Linked DNA regions of Mus musculus: regions 1 and 2 are each linked to region 3. Evidence: chromatin contacts called from public promoter capture Hi-C data. All regions are on one chromosome and are shown on one strand. Each heading gives the region's core, a stretch centred on a gene start, on an enhancer-like site or on the middle of the called end of the contact. The rest is flanking DNA. Distances are from core to core; before and after follow the strand shown. Region 1 holds the start of Hsd11b1 (hydroxysteroid 11-beta dehydrogenase 1). Region 2 holds the start of G0s2 (G0/G1 switch gene 2). Region 3 holds the start of A130010J15Rik (RIKEN cDNA A130010J15 gene).

Evidence for each region. Promoter capture Hi-C pulls out the DNA fragments that hold promoters and counts their contacts. Capture Hi-C pulls out chosen DNA fragments and counts their contacts.
Region 1: a promoter capture Hi-C map of liver shows a contact between it and region 3. The contact joins the promoter of Hsd11b1 here to the promoter of A130010J15Rik in region 3. A contact is called at or near these places in 1 of 39 promoter capture datasets (macrophages), 5 of 484 Hi-C or Micro-C datasets (liver, muscle stem cells and uterus) and 3 of 9 other capture datasets (adipose tissue, liver and pancreatic islet).
Region 2: a promoter capture Hi-C map of second pharyngeal arch cranial neural crest shows a contact between it and region 3. The contact joins the promoter of G0s2 here to the promoter of A130010J15Rik in region 3. A contact is called at or near these places in 5 of 39 promoter capture datasets (cranial neural crest, frontonasal cranial neural crest, liver and 2 more), 1 of 484 Hi-C or Micro-C datasets (liver), 3 of 115 datasets of contacts at active chromatin or transcription factors (effector CD8 T cells, hepatocytes and stem cell-derived neural progenitor cells) and 3 of 9 other capture datasets (adipose tissue, liver and pancreatic islet).

The regions. Positions count from the first base shown.
Region 1 is chr1:193,240,994-193,243,693 of GRCm38.p6, forward strand. Hsd11b1 (hydroxysteroid 11-beta dehydrogenase 1) reads right to left here and starts at 1,367. Exons shown (of 6, transcript NM_001044751.1): 1 at 1,182-1,367; 2 at 339-469. The coding sequence starts at 1,269.
Region 2 is chr1:193,271,855-193,274,554 of GRCm38.p6, forward strand. G0s2 (G0/G1 switch gene 2) reads right to left here and starts at 1,334. Exons shown (of 2, transcript NM_008059.3): 1 at 1,135-1,334; 2 at 306-948. The coding sequence starts at 920. The coding sequence ends at 609.
Region 3 is chr1:193,172,295-193,174,994 of GRCm38.p6, forward strand. It overlaps A130010J15Rik (RIKEN cDNA A130010J15 gene), which reads left to right and starts at 1,283. Exons shown (of 2, transcript NM_181048.3): 1 at 1,283-1,486; 2 at 1,951-2,700. The coding sequence starts at 2,048.

The DNA of each region.
Region 1 (2,700 bases), core at 117-2,616, 69 kb after region 3:
GTGGGTGTGGGTGCTTGTTTCTATGTGGGTAGATCGGAGTTTGAGTGTTGTATGACCTAGGGCTCTCAAACTTGTGAGACTATGGGGCATGCCAACATAAATAAATGCATGAGCAGATACAGGAACCCCAGTCTCTGAATACATGTATCTGCACAAGGGCAATGTGTATGAACAGGTACAACTATGAACATACACAGTCAAAGAACTCTGTGGCTACCAACACCAAACACATGCAAGTGTGTGTGTGTGTGTGTGTGTGTGTGTGTGTGTGTATTGGGTGGGGGGGCAAGACTTTGTACATTAAGTGTGAGACTATAAGGGGGACACAGAACACTCACCTTCTGGAGACCTTCCTCCGACCTGGCAGTCAATACCACATGGGCTCCCATTTTTGACAGATGATATGCCATTTCTCTTCCAATCCCTTTGCTGGCCCCAGTGACAATCACTTTCTTTCCCTGGAGCATTTCTGGGGAACCACAGAAGCCGTGAGTGTCCCCAAAGCCTTGTCTTGCTTTCCATACTTAGAGGTTGTGAGCCCAGATCATTTTATCTCATGCTGTAACCACTGAAGCTGCACTTGCGGTTATTCATAAACAGGCTCTCAAACATGGGTTTGGCCTGGATGTCCAGAGCCGAGCCATCCTGCTATCATTTCTAAAAATCTCCACACGCAGAGATCATAGAGACAAGGCCAGAGAGGTCAGAGTTTGGTGAAAGTACCCAAGTTCAACCCTTTTGTCATAATCTAATTTTGCTAACTTGAAAGGGAATTTAAAAGAGCATCACAAAATGTGTTCACAGAGATTTCAGCCCATCTACTTAGTCATCAACTTCATAACCCTTTTTTTTTTTTTTTTTGATTCTCGGCTATCAGTATCTCCATGGAACACAGCTATCTGGATGAGCCCTGTGTCTGGGTACTACCTTCCCTTCTGTAGATCTGACATCACTTTCCATGCTGTAGGTCCAGCAAAGCATGACCTCCTTGGCTGTAAGGCTCACCCCCTCCCAGTCCTCTCCTGCCCACAGTCTGTGGCTGGAGGATACAGGGTTACAGATTCAACATTAGGGTTTGAATCAGTGATGTAGGGATCAAGAACACAGCTAGAACTTTAGGAACATTCCAGCACCTCTGTGTTTTAAGCCTGTTTCTCCAAATGAGACACAGTGGTACTCACCTGGTCTGAACTCTTCATTTGTAGAATAGTAGTAGTAGGCCAGGAAGAGCACCAGGATCGGGAGGAGGTAATTTTTCATAACTGCCATCAAACAGGGACCTGGCTCAGGGCGCCCTGTAGGACACACGAAGAAAACCTGCAGAGCTTTCTACAACCTCCCAGGCAGGCAGCAGCCTCTGAATTGTGACATCAGGGACGGGGGAGGCTGGAGTAGTCTCAGGCAGCACTAGCCAACTTCCCTGTCAGAGCAACGATTGGCTTTGGGTGGGATCCCATTCGTCCCTGGCAGCCTGCGTGGTGGATTTCATAATGGACAATGTTTACTCCATTTCATTGAGTAAGAGGCAACTTCCAGATGGCCAGGCTCATGACTGTGCAGGGCTGGGTTCCTGAGCATCTCCTACTGCGACATCCTTTGCACACGGCAGAATGGCCTTGCAAGAATGGCTTGTCAGGGAGGGAGGGGGAGAGGGCAGAGCAAGGGAGGGAAGGAGGAAGGGAGAAAGAGAGGGAGGGAGGGAGAGAAAGAGAGACAGAGACAGAGATACACACAGAGAGAAACAGCACCTAAGAACCCCTGAGCATGTGGGGCTTTGGGGAAATATGAATGATATCAAATAGAGCTAAACTCAAGCCAAATCTCACCCTTGGCCCCACTCCCCAGTCAGAAGCAATTAAAAATAAGAACACAAAACAGCAAAATAAGCTCAAGGGAAAAAAAATGTGCATGTCTTAGGAGAAAAAAGAATAAAGCAAACAAGCCATATAAGCCCCACACTCCAGTTCAATGAAAAAGCATTACAACATCAAAGAGAAGTTGCAACCCAGCCAGACCCAGATGGCGGGAAACCCAAGCTCAGTTCAAGACTCTCAGGCAAGTGCAAGGGAGCTCACCCTTATTACTTTAACAGAGAATGAAGAAGGAACAATGGGCCCCAAAACGGGAAGAAAGGCAGCAGGTTGTTAAACTGGGTTATGCAAATGCTGTGGAGCAGCGAGGAACAGAAGAGGATGCTGAGAAAAGGAGGCCAGACTAGAAGATCTAGACCATCTTTGGCTATAGCCACACTGCTCGCTCATAAGCTGCAGTGCTAACCTTTTGACCTCTACTTTGAGTCTGGGTCTCAGTTAAGTTGATCAGGCTTGCCTGGAACTTGCTCTGTAGCCTCAGACTTGCGATCCTCCTGCCTCAGCCTCCCAAAGAGTTGGGATTCCATACCTGTTGCCATAAAGTTCCAAGGGATGTACTTGAAGTAAAACTAGCATAGAGCATCCAAGTCCCAGGTAAAAAACGATCCAACAGGAGCATCAAGACAAGAGACACTCTAGCAATTAAAAATGTGTCGTTATGACAAGGCAGAAATAATCACCTTCTTTTATGTGTAGCAAGATTTTATTAAAGAATAATCCTCAAAGAGTTAAAGACACACCACAGTTAAGTTTTTCAGCTTAAAACTTGCCACCCGTGTCATGAAAATCACCCAGAACAAAGCCAATCCTGAACTGTGAGTAACTGCAG
Region 2 (2,700 bases), core at 84-2,583, 100 kb after region 3:
AATATTTAAGCAGAGAGATCAGCCATAGGAATCTCCAGCACAATGGAGTAAAAGACAAATAACTTTTTCTTTGCTCTAGAAATCCACTGGTTCTCTCTCTCTCTCTCTCTCTCTCACTCAAGGTCAGAAATTGATTTATCTTGTGATCCAAAAAATGCTAACTCCTGTACCATGTTTAGAGTTTCACTCTTGTGTGAGTAGAACTGTCTTGTGCCAGGCAGTATTCAAGCCCCAGGTATGAAGCAGGACTAGCCACAGTTCTGGGTGAGAGAGTCATCTCACCTCCCAAGAATTAAATAATGAGATAGAGTATAAAAGGTTTTTATTTCAAAATGCAAAACGATAGTCATTGCAATAATAATAATAACAATAAAAATAACTGTATAAAAAGCCTGTCTCCTTCTCTAATGCAAAGTGATAGCTCCTTGATTGCTCGCACAGCCTAGGGCAAATCACAGTGCGTGCTGCACAGCAGCAAATCAGTCCCAGACCCCTTAGGTGATCTGTGTGGGGTCAGTTCTGGATTCGGTGGCACCTTGAAACAGCATGTGACTCTGTTGCCCACCTGGGTCATGATCTGTGTCTCCCTTCTCTGTCAGTCACCGGCCTTAAGAGGCGTGCTGCCGGAGGGACAGGGCCCGGCTGCACAGGGTCGCCTCCTGTGCCTTGCCTCCTGCCAGCAGGGCCTGCTTGTGGAGGGACTGCTGTTCACACGCTTCCCGCAGCTCCACCACTGCAGCCTCTTGGTCGCGCAGACGGCTGGCGGCTGTGAAAGGGCTGCACACCGTCTCAACTAGGCCGAGCACCACACCGAAGAGCGCCAGCACACTGCCCAGCACGTATAGCTTCACTAGCTTCCCTCGGGGCTTCTGCGCCATCATCTCCTTGGCCAGAGGGATCAGCTCCTGCACACTTTCCATCTGAGCTCTGGGCTGTGGGTGGCTGGGCCTGCAGAGTTAGCAGAGAGGAATGGGGTTGAGTTCGGGTGAGGGAAAGAAGCAGAGAACAGGGAACCCTAAACACAGAAAGGGGGTGGCTGCTGACTAGGGGAACTCGAGCCCAGGGGAGAAGGCAGCTGGGGGAGGGGGTCTGGTGTCTCTTGCCCACCCTCGGTTCCCGGGCCTGGAGGCTCACCTAGGGTGCAGTGGGAAGAGAGGCAGCACTTGCTGGAGAAGGTCAGGCGTCCTTGCGTCAGACTGGCTTTGGCGTTCTTCTTCCCTCAGCTGCTGCTCTTTGGGAGGGACACTCCGCAGCTGCAGCGCTCTGTGAACAGAGTCCTTATATCTTTTGTCCGGGATCCGCCTCCTGGCTCACTGGCCTGAGCCCTGACTGCAGAAAGAGAAGCGGGGCGGGAGTGGCAGCGGGGGGTGGTGGTGGAGGGGGAGGGTGGGGTGGGGTGGGGGTGGGGAGGGGTGGAAAGGAAGAACGGGAGGGGCGCTGCGGGGGACCAGGGAGGTGACCACGAGTAGTGCACGCCCCTGCTGTGTGCGCCCTGAGACCCTAGCCCGCTGGTGCTGCAAAAACTGAAAGCCCAAGGCACCACTTCAGGGTGCAGCTGAAGAGGAGACCACCAGGTGACGGTGTGGCGTGCTTCCCTTACAGGACACACTTTCTAGTCTTGTCTGTTGCTCTGTTCCCTGGCCCAAGCTCCCCTGTAGTCCAGGAGGAACAGAGACAGACCCTAATGAGGGAATCTGGGGTTCGTTTTCGTTCAGAAAGGTCACCTCTCACCAGTCAGGGAGGGTGTGGGTGGAAGGGAAGGCAACAGAGGGAACCTGCAGTGAGCAGGCAAACCAAATCGAAAAACCGTACCTCCAGGGAGTAGAATGTTCTTCCAGAGTGCTGCTTTCTTGGCTGTTAGGTTTTGCTAAGACATGAGAACAGCGGGAACATTGCTAGTTACCTAATAGAAAGATTTTCTTTGAGGGTTTGAGAGTTTCTTCTAATGCATAGAGGTGTGTGTGTGTGTGTGTGTGTGTGTGTGTGTGTGTGAGAGAGAGAGAGAGAGAGAGAGACATGGAGAGGGAGAGGGAGGGGGAGGGGAGGGGAGGGGAGGGGAGGGGGAGGGGGAGAGGGAGGACAATAAATTAGCCTCAGTAAGGTGCTTCCATAGTTATTTCTGTATTACAGGGAATAGTTATTAAACCCAAAGCACATATCTGTAATTCCAGCAAGAGGCAGGAGGATGGTGAGTTTGAGCATAACCTGAATAAACTGAGATTTTGTGTCAGAAATCAAAATATAGAGGGTTATAGATGTGGTTTTGTGGTGGAGTGCTTGCCTAGTATGTGTTAGGCTGTGTGGGTCATATATATTTGTACACAACACACATGCACACACGCACACACAAATTGCCTTCTCTTCTATGTTTACTTGAGAAGTGAAATTGGCGGTAAGCCTTAAAGAAGGCCCGTGGAAAAAATTGTCTGTAATGAAAGTATTTCACCCTCTTACAGTGATTCCATGCCACCCTTCTCAGGTTTGGGAGAGTGTGCCCTTAGAGTGGGGATCCAGGACGGAGGACACTCTCTGGAAGCTGGTTAGATTAAGATTAAATATGATCCCCTGGGTGGGGGTGGGGTGGGCTATAATTTAGCTGTGGCTATCGGTGTACCTGAGTTAACAAAGTAGGGAAAGAGGTAGGCCAAAGGGCTTGAAGCAGGGGGTGGGGCGGGGAGGAAGGGGAACCAACTGGCCAGA
Region 3 (2,700 bases), core at 33-2,532:
TAGGCAAATTCCTTATGTCAACATTTGACCTTCCTATCTGCTGTAAGACTTCTCTGGAGAAAGGAACAAGGCACTTTCTAAGGTCCTAATGGCAGATGAGGGTACAGTTCCACCGAAGTTCAATCTGGGGTACCAAGGAGTCCATTAGGTTTACTTACAAAGCAGTGGGTCAGAGGTTATGGTCAGGGGCATGGGTGGCCTTGAAGCGGCCAGTAAGGATGTTAACTCACCTTTGGCTTCCTAGATGGTGTTCCCCTCCTTAGTTTTGCCCATCCTCCTTGAGGTATAGATAACTCCTTGAGGTATCATTCAATTAGGGTAGACTCTAACCTCAGAACTTCCGAGGCTGAGGCAGGAGGATTGTCATGTTTGAGGAATACATAGCAAGACATTGTCTCAACAAACAAATCCCCACCACAACAGTGTGGCTGTAGAGATGAGACCTGCTTTTTCTCCCAAAGATTTGAATTCCGTTCCCAAAGCCCGTGTTAGGCAGCTCACAATATTTTTAACTTATTCAGCTCCAGGTGACCCTACTCCCTTTTCTGGCTTCCTGGGCACCTGCACAAACTTATGAATGGAAATAAAAATCAATCTTTTAAAATAAGATGATCAGCAAACTGGACTCTCGGGCTTTGAGCTCCATGAAGAAGGTACAATGCAGTACCTCGGCACACTGAGAGTGAATACTCAGGCTGCAGACATACAGTTAGTAGTGTTTGGCACGCGTGAATTCCAGAGCTCAATCCCCAACGCGGCATAAACCAGAGAACGAGAAGTCCCGTTCCGGGCCAGCCCCTGCAACACATAGTACAACAGTACTGGCTCAGCAGTTAATGGCACTTGCTCAGCAGGCTGGCTTCCTGAGTTCAGTACCTCGGACCCTCTTACAAGGTGGAAGCGAGAGCTGACAGGGCGCCATTGTGCACGCCCACACAATAAGGCGATTTTTAAAAAAGGAGTGAATATGCATGGCCTTGGCATACCTGTCAAGTTCAGAATTTAGGTACATTAAAAAAATAATAATACAAAATAAAGCTTTACAGCATTGCCCACAGGAGAGGTGTCCCTTATTCCGCGGACTGACAACTGGCGGTCCCAGCGGCTTCTCCCCCACTTCCACTTCCGCCTCGCAAGGCCCGCCCGCAGGGGCTCTACCGGAAGGGGCGGGTCTAAGGTGGCTTTACCTCCCACTCCGTCCGCAGCCTCTTCAAAGGTTCTGGCTTGCGTTTGCTTTTCAAATGACGTCACGGAAAGGCGGAGTAAGCCAGTGCGCATGCACGTCAGGCTGTCTTTCCCTGGGCTTCTGCACACACTGTCGGGTTTTCACAGTACCGAGTGTGGGGCGTGGGAGGGCACTACGCCGCTGGCGGGCAGGCGGAAGGGCTTCCTGCGCCCCCGAACCTGCGGCGGAAATGCTAGCCGAGTGTCTTGAGGCAGAGCGCTTCCTTTTGTAACTAGTCTACCACCGCGTAGGCACGTGTGGGTAGGTGTGGCGGTGGGAGCGTGCCTTCCTAGAAGGGAAGAGGGTCCAGCAAGTGTTAAACTGGCTCGTGCCCCAGTTCTAGCGGCTTCTCTTACCTGAGTGTCGCAGGGTGAGGCGGTGATTACTCCGCGTTGTAGCTTATGCTGGTTTGATCAGGCTGCTGTGAGCGCTCTGTGGAGATCTGTCTGAGGAGCTGGCAATGGAGAGCTTACAGGCGCTGAAGTTTAGAGCCCAGAGTTCTGTCCCAGTTGGACAGTTTTGGGAGAAGTGGTAACTTTTGCTGTAAGGTTTGAATCCCAGAGCATAAATTGCACCAGGTAAAAGTTAGAATCGAAGCCAGAGACAATGTAAATGTGACTAGAAGGACGATTTCGTAAACTTAAGTCTGCCAGAGAAATGGGGTGCAGCATTGGTGACCCCATCTTGACAGTATTAACGATTTCCCCCTACCATATTGTTTCTAGGATCTTTCTCAAGTGCTGGGAGCTGAACTGTGTGTGGCCCAGGGAAAGGAACTGTGGCTAGCTAAGGAGGCCATATGTCATGTAACTTCCAGATCTTATGTCAACACCAAGCCCTCAGCTGCTGGTGGCAGCTGCTCAGCAGACTCTGGGCATGGGCAAGAGAAAATGCCCACCTCGAGCTACCTGCCTTCACCTGGCAGGAGAGGTGCTGGCTGTGGCCCGCGGGCTGAAGCCAGCTGTACTCTATGATTGCAACTCTGCAGGAGTATTGGCGCTCCAAAGTTATCTGGAGGAACTACAGGGGCTGGGCTTCCTGGAGCCAGGACTTCACATTCTTGAGATTGGAGAGAATAACTTTATTGTCAGTCCTGAGTATGCCTGTCAGCATTTGGAACAGACACTGCTTGGTACTGTAGCTTTCGTGGACGTTTCCCGCTCCCAACCTCATCCTTCTGTCCGGTCGGTGGACCAGCTCCCGGACTTGAAATCTCTCATAGCTGACGTCATCACACGTTTTCGAGGACTTAAGAAAGATGTGTCTCAGGGAGTCTCCTACACCAGGCTACATTCCTCAGACTGGAATCTCTGCACTGTATTTGGGATACTCCTGGGATATCCAGTCTCTTACACATTTGACCTGAACCGTGAAGATGACAACTGCTTAACCATGACTCCCCTGCGGGTGTTTACTGCCCGGATTTCGTGGCTGCCTGGTCAACCATCAATTCTGCTGTACTCCTTTAGTGTTCC